Regions from separate parts of the Zea mays genome. Here region 2 is linked to region 1. Evidence: chromatin contacts called from public Hi-C data. All regions are on one chromosome and are shown on one strand. The core of a region is the stretch at or near the end of the contact, and the rest is flanking DNA. Distances in the headings are between cores, read along the strand shown. Region 1 holds the start of LOC103649841. Region 2 holds the start of LOC100274910.

Region 1 (7,101 bases), core at 2,660-5,159:
GTTGATTGATGGCAAATGTTTGTGAAATATTTGTACTAAGTTTTATGCCCGCTAGCAGGTGGCTACACTCCAGATCATGTCTAGTACATTTTCTTCTTCTTCGATGAAGGCAAGTGAATGTAGCGGTGGTTGCTTCCGTTCTGACCTGTTATTTCTATTGCCTACACTCTAATATTCAGAATTATTGGATTCTTTCATAATTGGACTCTATGGTGATGCTTTACTTGCTTGCATTATACTGATGCTCAATCATATATTGATGACGATTATGATTCGAGTATGACTCATGAGATTAATTCACACCCCTGAAGGTAATTGAAGTATTATTTGAGGTTGGTATTGTATCTGAAGGTAAATGAAGTATTATTTGAGGTTTGTATTGTATCTGAAGGAAGTGAAGTTTATTGATAAATGCAGCATGCCATATACATTGCATGACTCATTTGCATCTGAAGTTTTGTCGTGACCTATGGTCCGACCGTACCGGTACAATTTAGCATCGTACGTTGCCCGAGGAGGGGTACGATGCGGCTTCATACCCTTAGAGGTATGAAGGCAGAGGACATATGCATTGCATTCATATGCATTCATTGAAGTGATATTTGCAGATGATGTGGTTTTATACCCCCAGAGGTATGAAGATAGAGTACCTACACATTGCATTCCTATGCATACATTGAAGTGATATTTGCAGGTATTATTGTTGACGCAGGGAAGTGTTATAGAACCTATTGTGGTTGTTCGAGAAAATGAGATGGTATTGGTTATAGTGGGACTACTGAGTTCTATGTCTACAAGTATTTCTGATTTTAATTGTGACTCTTTTAAAATGTTGATGAATTCAATTTGTGGTTTAAATATCTTGTCAAAATAATTCGCTTGCTGAGATGTTTCATCTCACTCTTGCATTACTCAATGCAGGTGCTTGTTGCTCATCAAGGGAAGTGGGAAGTAGCAGCACATCCACCTTCACTCTTATAATAACGCTGCTTAGGCGCAGTCATGATTTAATTAGAAGCTTCTTGTCAAAGGATGTTTGTTTCTAACTAGTTGTGCGCACTGGTTAATTTAGCTCATGCCGTTATGGTTGTCTTCCCATTGCTAGCAAACTATTAATGTCTATTATGTTTTCTTATCATGATACCTATTTATACTTTGTTTCTTCCCCGTTTATGCAATTTTCAAAGGAGATGTTGTCGAAATTTTATATACGAATGTTAGATGTGTAGTATAGTAGCATTCTGGGGTGTTTGTGGACCCCGGGGTGTTACACCATGGTACCTCGGTCCACAAGCCGTCGCTTGGCCTTCACCTTCGCTTAGTTCCTCGAAGCCCTTTCCTTGCTATCTTCACCCTATCAAGCCATTCTTGAGTCACATCATATTGATCATTCATTGAGAGAATCATTTCTTCAATATTGTGAACCTTGCTTGAATGTCTTCTAGATATAACCGTTAAGATTAATCAAACTCTAGTTTGATTCTCATAGAAGCATATATGGACTGATAGTAATATGGTCAAGCCAATCCACGATTCCTCATATCTTATTCACTTTGGCTTGACCAATCCTCTTAATCATTTCATCCTCTATTCTGATCATATGTATGAAGTGATTTCTCAGGTCTTGTCCATATATTCAGACCAATATAGAGATCATATTATATCCATTTGCATTGTCTAATTGGTTATTTAACCTCGTGTTGAACCTTTGTTCACTGATCATTATACACTATCCAAGTATGTTCATCATACTGAATTTCTTGTTCAACACTTAGCAAAATCGTTAGACCTTTAAATGTGTTGTTATCCAAATCATCAAAACTCACAAAAGGGATGAATGCACTTTTAGCTCAACTATATCTTCGCATAAAAGCATGGGCTTCGGTTGATCTACGGAGGTAGCTTTATCTCTTTTGTGCTTGTACTGTTGATGAGCTTCTGCTTCATCTATGTTATGAATAGCCTTTGAATCTATCCAGTTCCCTTCGGCCCTTCTAGCAGCCTCTTGACTCCCATGCACAACTATGGGGCCTTGGTCTGATGGTATCTTCATGCATAGATATGATGGATGAAGTATTGCTTCGAAGACGTTTAATGTTCCTCGCCCAATGATTGCATTATATGGATACTCCATATCAACAATCTCAAAGACGACTTGCTCTGTCCTTGTATGGTGAACATAGCCGTAGGTAATCGGCATTGTTATCTTGCCAAGTGCCACTATCTACCTTCCTCCAAAGCCACAGAGGGGATGTGTTGCATCATGTATCTTATCATCTTGCTCTTGCATCTGCCTGAAGGCTTTTGCGAAGATGATATCTGCTACGCTGCCTGTATCGACAAGGACATTGTGAACCAGAAACCCTTTGATAACACAAGATATGACCATTGCATCGTTATGGGGATAGTCTTTGAGCTGAGGTCTTCCTGAGAGAAGGTGATTGTAATGTGTGACCATTTGGATTTGATGAAGGGTCCTTATACTCCAACATGTTGTACCATTCTCTGTGCTTCCTTCTTCTGCTTCTTGTTAGCTGGCTCAGAACTTGAACCTCCGTGATTGGGAGCACCAGCTTCGTAGCCGAAGGTGTCACAACTTGATCACCTTGCGAAGCCATTGTCGTGGTCGTGGAAGTGAGTTCTCCGGAGGTGGGCACCAATGTTGGTCACTTGTTCTCGAATGCTGTGAATTAAGAACAAGGCAACACAGTCGCTAGGGATTAAAGACCTTCGTCCTCCGAAACATTGTTTCCTCTTGGATTCAATGATCATCGGACGAAGGCCATGAAGGACATGCCTTCATCATATCATAAATAAATAAAAATGTAAAGAGATAAATACATTGATGATTACTCTTTAATACATTCATACTTGTACTCCGTAAAACATGTATAAATATCAATAAAATTCACGTTATATTGATACATTCGGCTTGCTCGAAGGTGAAGATGCGAGCGAGTGATTACAATTCAGCGTGAACAGTAGGGTGTTATTGTTCATCTATTTATAGGCACGGGACGCATCCCAGGGGAAATTACATTCACGACCCTCAACATTCATCTAGAGACAACCTAGATTAACAAGGTCTATCTGGTCTTTTCTTCTTCTGCTTGACTTGAACAGAAACTAAATGGTAGCTTTGACATTTGACTATGTTGATTCTACATTAAGTCTGTCTTGAGAATTTTCGGCAGAAAAAAAGTAGACTTATGTACCATTTTACCGAAGATGTTTTTGTTGAAAACTTTTGTCGGAAAAGAAGACACCCAACACTTTACGTCGCCGCCATAAGTCACCAGCGTCGTACCATGACTTATGGCGTCTAAAAAAGATTCAAAGAATCATATTACATCCTTTATAAAACCAAACGTATATTCTTTTAGTAAAAAATTAAAATGCAAAAAAAAATGGTTTCCCACAGCCCTAGCAAAACACAATCGCCACTTCATTCCACCCCCCGTTTCGATGATGGGTGGGGACAAAAATACAGGGACCCACATGTCAGTTAAAATCTGACCATGCATGAGGTCATGGCACGGAATAGTTCTTTACTACTAGGCAACCAGCACGTTGTACACTGACTGTGGGGCCAACCGTACCTTGGGTCCACAAGTCACTGTGTGCTTGACAACACAGCATTGGCAGATCCATGTGTACGTTCTCAGCGCCAGGAAATTGCGGCCGTCCTTTCCTCCTTTTCCGTTAAGCCGATAATCTTCAATGACGCACGGGTCCAAGATTAGCTTGGGCCCATATGGCAGTGTGGGAAGCTGAATCCGGACGCGTGACGCGAGGTCTCGCGTGGTGCGGCGGGCACTACGTCGTGGATGGGGAAGGGGATTAAATATCGTCGGACGAGGCGTGGCCAACCCCTTTCGCTCCTCTCGCCGCTTTGGGTTGGGGTTTAAGCGCGTGTAAGGGAGGCCGGAGGCGACGACGACGGCGCCGGCGTCGGAGAAGAAGAAGCAGACAACTCTCGTATATGTCTTCTTGCCCCTTTTCCGATCTGGTGGTCGTAGCGCTCATCATCGCCGTCTTCGCCGTCATCCTCCGCGCCCTCGCTTGCTCTGGCCGATCTATGCGCAAGGGGCTCAACGGCTGGAACAAATCCTCGTCGATGCTCAGGTCCGTGCCTTTTTTCTTTTCCTTTCAATTTCACCCGCAAAAGGTTCATTCTTTCATCGATCTGGGTGGTTTTGACCGGGTTCTATGGCCCTGTTCGTCCAGATCTGGTGATTTCTTGGCTGTTCTTTCCATGGGGTTTTGACAAAAAAAAAATCACTTGTGATGGCAGGGACGGGTTCGGGGTGAAGTATTCCGGATTCCTCCACATAAGGCCGTGCGGCTTCTGTAGAGGAGATTGACGGATTCGGCCGATTTGCGCTCGTCTCCGTCATTTTTTTTGCACCCAGAGTTTCTTGTTTTTCTTTAGAAGTTTTCCCCCATAGTTTTTGGCAATTTTGGCGACAAGTTTTGGAGTTCTCCCCGTCGGAAGAGATAGAAGAGAGATGTCTCCGTTGAACCAGCAACAGGTTCTCCTCAAGAAGGCCCTGGCGAAGAAGCCCAACGCTAAGAAGATGTCTGAGTTTGGCCTTAAACCCTCTGCTGCCCTCTTGAAGTCCCGGACGCAGCAGCTGCCGGCGCCGGTCCAGCCGAGGCGCCGCGTCCGTGTCCTATTTGAGGACCCCGACGCCACGGACTCGGACTCCGACTCGGACGACGAGGAGGCCGGCGGCACCCCATCAAGGACCAAGCGCTTCTCTTTTGAGGCCTTCATCGGCAAGGCCCCAGCCAAGCCGGTTCTCCCGGCGGCGGCCGCTGTCGCCGCGTGCACCAGCGGCGGGGCGCCGGAGCGCTACCGCGGAGTGAGGCTCCGCAAGTGGGGCAAGTGGGCGGCGGAGATCCGCAACCCGTTCACCGGCAAGAGGCAGTGGCTTGGCACCTTCGACACCGCTGGCGCGGCCTCCGCGGCCTACCTGTCCGCCTCCCGGAGCTTCGCCGACGAGAAGCGGCGCCGCCGCGGGCTGCCCGTGGCCGCGTCCTCAGCAGACACTCCGGCAAGCGGCAGCACCCCGACGGCTTCCTCCTCGTCGTCCGCCTCGACCGCTCCATTCGCGCACCCGTCGCCGTCGTCCGTGCTTGAACCGAGCAAGGAAGCGCGGAACACGCAGTCCCCAGAGGCGACGCCCGCCCGGCCGTCGACCGACTCAGCGCAGCTGCCGGAGGACCCAGAGTTCTACCAGGACCTTCTGCGCGGCCTGCAGCTGCCCGACATCGACCCGCTGGACTTCCGCGCCGGGCTGGACGCTCTGGATCTCTCCGATGCGGACTTCGGCCTGGACGACGAACATGACCTCCTGCTCGGGGACTTCGGGGACGAGGAGATGGAGATCGACCTCGACCTCGACGACATCAACGACGTCTTCCCGGAGATGCCCGGCTGCGACCTCGGCCGCGGCATGGACGACTTCCTGCAAACCGTTGATTTCTGCGTGTGAATTAAAAGGGAGTGTGCCCTTGATATGTTAGGGTTGTTTGGTTTCATAAACGAGCCCCTGAGAGTGTGCTTGGAAAGGGGAGATGAGATATCTTGGGTTTTTTCCCCGGGCAAGTTGGATCTGCTCGTGCCCAGGAGATTTCCTCTTTGCCGAACACACCACCATTAGCGGCCGGAGAGAAGAGGTAATTTTGGTAGGTTATATTATGTTTAAGGTTTAAGGTATAGTGCCTAAGTGTTTGCTTTGTTATTTGGTAATTGGTAATGCTTGTCAAAGACATTGTAGTGGACAAGTTCATTGAGCTGTTACTATTAAGCAATGAAAGGGAAAAAAATAAGTTTCGTGGTAGCTGTGCGCGCATTCGCCTTTATTTACTGTGTTTGGTTCGAATGCTGATGTGGTTCCGAGCTTGTGGTGGACTCTTCGATGGTGCGATCCCGGAACGTAGGTCGTGCTGCGTAGTGTCGTTTGACTAATGCGGGTGGATGCTTATGCCGTGATCGTCGTGATAATCAAAGATTCCTTTTTTGGGCAGTGCGGAACAGTAAACAACATGTTGATATTCTATAATCTAGAGTAGTCCGTCCGTCCAAAAACAACAGTATACCTGCAGGCTGAGTTATGTTCAAGTGGATGTATAATATTCATATGTTCCTATACTGATTTGTTACGGAAATAATATATTTTTTACAACTAATCTAATACAATTTACTTGATACTATAAATATGAGTATTTTTTATCTTTAATTAGGCAAAGTTAAGATACTATCCAATCCGAAATAGATATATTTGATTTGATAATATTCAACTGTTCCCGTTCGTTGTGATTTCGTAGGAAATCGTTTGTGCACGGGCGCGGGGTGTGTAATTGTGTGGACACACTTGGGAGTAACCAATTATATCCGCTGCATCGTTGCACCTTCTCAGTGTTTTGTTTAGTGCTAGTCTGATTGTGACCGGACAGTGGACACCCAAGGCAAGCACCTGCCTTCTGCAGCGAGTCCAGACTGCCCCCCCGGCGCGGCGAGAGCTGCGTGACTCGGCGTGGGCTCCGCGCCACCCATGCCGCGCGCTTGTCGCATCCGAGATGTCCTTTCGGCCACCGCTGCACTGCCGCTGGACAGCCGCAGCCGGCGGCATTGCGCTCACGAGTCCCCGCGCAAGTAGACCGCCGGGAACCCCACATGCACAGAGAGAGAGAGAGACGAGCGAGCGAGTACGCGCGGATACGGACCAGACCACCTCATCACCCTCCTCTGCAGCTCTGCTGGCTCACTCTCTCTCTACACCCGGCCGGGGACGTATCCACTCGGCGCGCTTTTGGCCCGCTGCCTCGCTCTCGTCCTACGGGGCGGGGCAAGCGGCACGCCACCATCCTTGGCGCGGCGCGCGGGCACGGGGACCGGACCTTTGCCGGTGCGTGCGTGTGTGGCGCGCGCGCGGCGCAGGTGCCTCTCCCGCGCGCGCTGGAGATAAGGTTCCCGATGAGGCCGCATCTTGTGGCTCGGTTCGAATCGGGCCGGGACCCCGCGCGCAGCCGCAAGTTGGGGGGTGGACGGAAAAAGAGAGGAGGTGCCTCGATTCCGGCTGCCGCGGTGGCGTG
Region 2 (7,101 bases), core at 2,597-5,096, 540 kb before region 1:
AACTCAGTCCAACAGCTTCTAATCTATTTTCCCAAAAATCCAACAGCTTCTAATCTATTTTCCCAAAAAATTCGGTGCCCTAAAGCCGGAGACTCGTGACATAGATTTAGGATCGAGGCATTGTCTCCCTATCTAGCTTTTTTGTTTCCCGCGCCTCCATTCCAGAGCTTTGCTCGCTAGGGTTCCCATCCATGTCGCAGATACATATGTATATTGCTTAGAGATATAGGGTACGCAGTATATTTTTTTAGTCTTTTATATTTTTATGAAGAACCTAATATAGAGATATTGGGAGCGGAAATATTAGAAGCTATTGGAGACGCTCTAAGGGGTGTTTTAGAAAATATTTTATCTAAATTATAAACAAAATTACTTGTCTAAATGTCTTCTAAAGATTCATAATTCTAGTTCCACGATTTTGTGGAAGACCTAATGACTGTACCAGCTCCACCAAATGTTCTGGAGCAGTCACAAACACCATCTAGGCCCCCATACGATGGAGCCATATCCTCATTTTGTATACTATTTCTAACATTTTATTTCCTAAACAATATGATGTATTTCAGAATAACATGATATAGGACCTGATTGATGAAACTGTAATTATATGAAACTGTATTTCATAATGTTTTGGCCGCGAGACGTTGTCTCAGCCTTTGTATTCTTTTGTTCTGATTTTCGGTATACTTTTGATAAAGCCTATGTCTCTTTTTATACTGCAACACATGACGTCGCGCGGCCCACTACGGCCTATTGTTTACATGGGTCACTCTAGCCCACTTATACGGACATATATAGGATGGCGACTTCTCTTGGTGCGCTCCTATTTCTGTGGCATTGCTTCATGAACCTCAGTTACTTGCTGTGCATGGTCTTCGTTCTCACGCTCCTCCATTATACTACTGCTGACAGGCAGGCCGGCCGGGAATGGCCGAATTGGAGGAGTCGGGAGGGGGGACATGACAGCGAAAGAGATTAGCAACGACCCGGTCACCGGACTGTGACGCGATGGGTCCGAAGCGCATTTTATTTTATTATTATCCACCGTACCGTACCGTGTCGTGTCACGTGTGCGATCCCCATGGTGTCTGTCTAGCGAGACCGCTCTCCCTCGTGTTTCCTGCGTCCAAGTCACAGAAAACGATTCGAGAACTCGACGAGTATCTGTCTGCTGTCCTCTAGGCGGCTACGGCGAGTCGGCGACGCGGTCCACTCGGTCGCATTAAAATATCCGGCGGCCGGCGACCCAACAGCCACCCGACCCAGCAGACGGGACACGGGGCGGGGCGCAGAGCACGGCCCGCACCCCACACGTACACCTCACCTGAGAGTCACCTCAGGCATGCATCACGGTCTCGGCCCCGCTTGGCACCAAACCAAGTGTGTCCACCACCACCAGTCCACCACATATGTCCATCGCGCACGCACGCACGCACGCACCTGGCGTCACGCGGCGACGTGTGCCTGCTGGCGTCGGCCATGGCAGCTGTCCACATACAGTACGTACTAGCAAGCACTAGAGCAGACAGACAGGTACCGGCGCCGGGCCACCATGTGCGTGCCCGACGACCTTTTTGCTGCGTCTACTGCTATCCAAGTCTACAATATCTGCCTAGTGCCTTCTGCTCTGCTACCAGTAGGTAGCACATGGTGCGGTGGTGCCGTGCGGGGGCGAACCGTGCGACGCGTGCACGCAGGCACAGCACAGCGCACAGACGACGCAGCTGGCGCTGTGCAGTGCAGTGCATGGCATGCGCGGTCCGGTCCGTCCACACGAACACGACCACACTGAGCTTCCGTTCCCCGTTGCTCTACTGCGCGTCTAATTAAACGCTACGCCATGTGCGTTCAAACCTAGCCCTGCCCCCACTCGCGCTAGGTCCCCGGCCGGTCTCCTGGGTTCACACGCCTAGAGCGTACGTACCCGCGTAGTACCGAAACGGAAGTCGTGAATCTGTGATGCTTCGTACACAGATCGAGATGGTCGGGCTCTAGACTTGATTTGCCAATAATCTTGACGTAGATCGATCGCTCCAACAAGCAACTGATTGCGTGCTTTAGGCTCCATGTCTGGTCAAGAGCTACTATATACTGTATTCGGGGCCACGATGACAATGTGTCATCATATACTTGCTTTGACTTGACCATACAACCAAGGTAATGAATGGTTCTTTCTCAATTATTTACGTACAGCGTCGGAATACATTTGTCCTTCCCTGGTGCTGTCCGATGGTTAGCAATCAAAGTTGGCTCGCCTATCAGTAGCAATATCAACTTGCTTTTTTGTGAAGGGAAATGGAACGGCGGCAGCGGCGCACTCAAAACGTGTGCCTACAAAGTCAACAGCTCGTACAGTAAGCCTTGTACACATGGACGGCCGACGGGTTACGATTCACCAAGTAAAAAATAAATGAAATACTGCATGCGCGAGCGCGACAAAATAAAAAGTCCACAAAATTATCCGCGGATCAGGGGGGGGAGGGGGGGGGGAGTTTTTCCAGCGCTACAAGATAGTAGCAGGTGGGATTGGTAATTGTTGACGATGCTTTTTAGTCCAAAAATATATATGCTGCAAATTTTTATTGGGTACTCATGAAGATGCTATGACAACAGAGGTACTCTTCTTTTTTACGAAACACTATCCTAATTAATTAACCTTCCAAATCGGTAAGAAAAAGAATTACAGTTTGTTCATCACAGAAGAAATGTGCTACAATAATATGTGTGCGAACGGACAGATCCATTCAAGTCCAAAAGCTATGCTATATTAATAGTATATATCATTAATATAATACTGTATACATAAAACTAATAAACATGCCATCGTTAGCAGTCATAGGTTAAAAATAATACATAAAACGCAACGAATAGTTAAACACGTCATTTTTTCGGACGGTACATCAACTGCTCCGATTAAAAGGTATTTTCCTGCAACCAAAGCAACGAACCAGTCTCACCTGTCCACACGGAGCAGCGCACCAAAGAGAGCCACTAAAAAAATTACGATTACATGATGGGGATTCGGATCAGTAATTCACCGAGGGGAAGGTACGCACTGTGTGTGCTGTGCTGTGCCGCCCGCGGACGATTGCGACCACCGTCGGCTCTCGGCTGACATGACATCACCGACTCACCGGGCCAGCCACCTCCCAGCAGCAGCCGAGCTGACGCGCACGCCCAACGGCCCCACGCTACGGCTCTCCTTGGCTGGCGCGGTGCAGGAGGCAGGTGACGATGCGCCGCGCGCTACGCTACGCTACGCCTGGACGCGCGCCGAGCGAGGGGTGGCCGGCGCCTCCGGCTCCGGCTCCGCGTTCAGGTCCAGCCCGGCACGCGGCGACGGGGCGGTAGCGCGGACGACGGCTACAGGCTCGTCGGGCCGCGGCTGCGCCGGCTCCTGCTGCGTGGGGGTCGGGGTCTCAGGCGCCGGCGCGCCAGGGGCCGGGGTCGCGAAGTCCTCCCAGGAGAAGCTGGGCCGCCACGCCGGCGCGCGCGGGGCGGGCCGGGCGCCGGCGCCGCACAGCCGGCGGGAGGCGTCGCGGATGCGCCGCAGGATGGCGTAGAACTCCTCGACCTCGGCGTCCGAGGCCTCGTCGACGGCGACCGGGGCGGCGGCAGCGGCAGCGGCGGCGGCGGCGTCGGCGTCGCCGGTGATGTCGGCGTCGGGGCGCTTGCGCTTGCGCCTGGCGGTGGCCGCGCTCGCGTCCATGGTCTCACGGGCACGGCGTGCTGAGCAGTGCGCGGGGAGGAGCGGGCATAGCAAGTGTTTGGTGGCTTAGAGGAGTGTTTTCGAAGAAAAGAAAAAGGACCGCTGGTTTATAAGGCGGAAAGAGCAATTATGCGGAAATATGTTCTTTTTCTTTGAAACTTCTCCGGGCGATGGAGTGGTCTTCTTTTTATACGATGGGCCAATTGTTTATGCACACTGTTATATAGTTCTAGCTAACACTACGGTCTAAAAAAGAATAGTTGTCGACAGAGGTAGCATAAGTGAGAATTGGAGATGGGTAGCATGAAGAAATTACCCCATTAAAGATACTCCCTCCGTTTCTTTTTATTTGTCGCTGCATAGTGCAATTTTGCACTATCCAGCGACAAATAAAAAGAAACGGAGGGAGTATCTATTAGTCCATTAAGGGTTTGTTTGGGATCAAAGGTAATGGAGTGGATTGAGGGGGCTAAAATCCCTCACTACTTAATTTTGAATAGTGAGGGATTATAGCCCCCTCAATTCCCTCCATTACCCTTTGTCCCAAACAAGCCCTAAAGGTTTGCACCACCAGACGATGCACGTAGTAGTTTAGCGCCTCCACGAACCGCTTCATCATCGTCGCGACGTTGTGCCACGACTCTATTTTGTAACCACCACCACCACTTTGGGTGATAGGCCCCACATCGCACATAGGAACGTGTCCGCGCACGACATCGACGGGACACACTGGTCTCTAGGCTCAGGTGTCGTTGATAACTGTCGATGTCGTTGCTCTGTTGGTGGCAGCCATCCTTGCCAGAGTCGTCAGGGGAGGCTAGGAGGTAGTGCAGCTATAGACTGGAGGTCATAAGCTCATGGCCCGCACCTCACATGTCTTCACTTGGAGCTACTCCATGTCCAGCGCCTCCAACCGGGATACGACTAGGTTAAACTAGAAGGGCACGTCTAGTCGCTCCGCCTCCATGGTCAACACCATGGCTATGTGCGTGAGCACGTCCCTATACTCGTGCATGGTTAAATCCACCAAATAAATTGCACTTAGGCTTAACAGACCATCAAAACCAATGGTTCAGATCGTTGGATAACTCACTCTCCCTTACTCACATAAATCCAATGGACAATATTATTTGCATTATCCCTTATCTTTCAACCCTTCCCTCCCCCTTGCCCTCACTAGCATATAGCTTGTGTGTCACACCCGGTTTCAGAAGTCAAACCGAATGTGAACTATGTACGTGGAAGGATAAGAACTCACATACACAACGATTACATAGATAAAATACCATTGCACAATGCTCTAATAATAACATAAAGGGTATTAGACTTACAAGAAACAGATGTCGAAGACACCAACATATTCATTGACTTCACAATTATCAAAGTGCTAAAACGGAACGTAGCTAAGATAAAGGACTTCCATTGGTAATTGACTCGGGGATTACACTTATCGAGGAAATGATCCCTGGTCTCTAGGACCTGCCAGTTAGATAGTGCAATGAGGAAAGAGCCCTTGATCGTTGGGGTCGTTGGTCAGTTGAGAGAGGTGGATACGTCAACCCTGAAAGAGTCCACCCCCGGTCGAACCTCGCGCCATCGAGCCCAAGGTCGGGCGTGACGGAACTAGATGGGAGGGGACGAGCTTGTCGAAAGGGAATCACTCGAGTGGATCACGCGTCTGGCCTTAGACTGGCCTATCATAAATAGCCGACCACATTTAACCATGCTTGGCACTGAGCCATAGCGCGGGCGCCGATCCACTTCCCACTCATAACCCCTCGGGTCAAATACACATTCATGACCTACGAGCTCCCGGGACCGCGACACATTAATGGCCTGCACGTCACTTGCCCTACGACGCACTCATGGTGAAAGGGAATTAGGCTTACACCTAGTTCCTAAATTATTTTGGTGGTTGAATTGCCCAACACAAATAATTGGACTAACTAGTTTGCTCTAGATTGTATGTTCTACAGGTGCCAAAGGTTCATCTACAACTATACTAATTCGACTGACCGGAATACCGTAGATTATTCCGGACAGGAGAAGCTTTTTGGAAAAACAGGCCAAGCGCGGACCGTCCGGGCCTTTGCGGCGGACCGTCCGCGACACAAGGATGACCCTCGGACAGAACCAATACAAAAACACAAGTTTCCACTACAGACTGTCCGTAGGAAAAGCAAAGACCGTCCGAGCCCTCGCGCGGACCGTCCGGCCTCAGGCGCGGACCGTCCGGTCGGTAAGAAACCGAAAAACCCGAAGGTGACGGGTTCGGAGAAATGAATTATAGAGGGCCTCGCGGACCGTCCGGGGTGCACGACCGGACCGTCCGCGACTGGCTCTGTCTGACATCTGACGACGCATTAAATGCAATATAGCCGTTGATATAGCCGTTACTGCTGACCGTTGCATTTTCAGCCGTTGATCTACAGGGGCGGACCGTCCGCACCAGGAGGGCGGACCGTCCGCGCTCAGCAGAAAGGCCCAACGGCTAGGAAGTGGTTGGTGGCTATAAATACCACCCCAACCACCTCCATTCAAATCATCCAAGCATTCCAACCTTCAACATTCAATACAAGAGCTAGCACTCCATTCAAAGACACATTCAAAGCCTCCACCTCTCCAAGTTTCACAATTGAGAAAAGAGATCATTAGTGATTAGTGACTTGAGAGAGGAAGTGATCCGTGTGTTACTTGTCGCTCTTGTCGCTTGGCTTTTTAATCGTGCTTTCTTGATCCTTTCATCGCAATCAAACTCACTTGTAATTGAGGCAAGAGACACCAATCTTGTGGTGATCCTTGTAGGAACTTTGTGTTCCAAGTGATTGAGAAAAGAAAGCTCACTCGATCCGAGGGATCGTTTGAGAGAGGGAAGGGTTGAAAGAGACCCGGCCTTTGTGGCCTCCTCAACGGGGAGTAGGTTTGAGAGAACCGAACCTCGGTAAAACAAATCTCCGTGCCTCACTTGCTTATTCGCTTGGGATTTGTTTTTCACCCTCTCTCGCGGACTCGTTTCTTTATTACTAACGCTAACCCGGCTTGTAGTTGTGTTTATATTTGTAAATTTCAGTTTCGCCCTATTCACCCCCCCTCTAGGCGACTTTCAATTGGTATCAGAGCCCGGTGCTTCATTAGAGCTTAACCGCTCGAAGTGATGTCGGGAGATCACGCCAAGAAGGAGATGGAGACCGGCGAAAAGCCCACTACAAGCCAAGGGAGCACTTCATCGGAAGAGTCCCGCACCAAAAGGAGGGAGAAGAAGAAGAGCTCCTCCAACAAAGGGAAGGAGAAGAAATCCTCTTCTCACCACAAAGAGAAGAAGGAAAAATCTTCTTCCCACAAACCGCACCGGAGTAAGAACAAGGAAAAGAGGATGAGGAAAGTGGTCTACT

The links. Hi-C and Micro-C count contacts between places; a contact is called where the count stands out from the background.
Region 2: a Hi-C map of bundle sheath shows a contact between it and region 1, with 2.2 times the contacts expected there. The contact joins the promoter of LOC100274910 here to the promoter of LOC103649841 in region 1. A contact is called at or near these places in 3 of 25 Hi-C or Micro-C datasets (bundle sheath, leaf and tassel).

What each region holds. Positions count from the first base shown.
Region 1 is chr3:22,453,210-22,460,310 of Zm-B73-REFERENCE-NAM-5.0, reverse strand. LOC103649841 reads left to right here and starts at 3,909. Exons shown (of 2, transcript NM_001323508.1): 1 at 3,909-4,125; 2 at 4,295-5,844. The coding sequence starts at 4,509. The coding sequence ends at 5,498.
Region 2 is chr3:22,997,370-23,004,470 of Zm-B73-REFERENCE-NAM-5.0, reverse strand. It overlaps LOC100274910, which reads right to left and starts at 3,846. Exons shown (of 1, transcript NM_001149162.2): 1 at 2,850-3,846. The coding sequence starts at 3,709. The coding sequence ends at 3,257.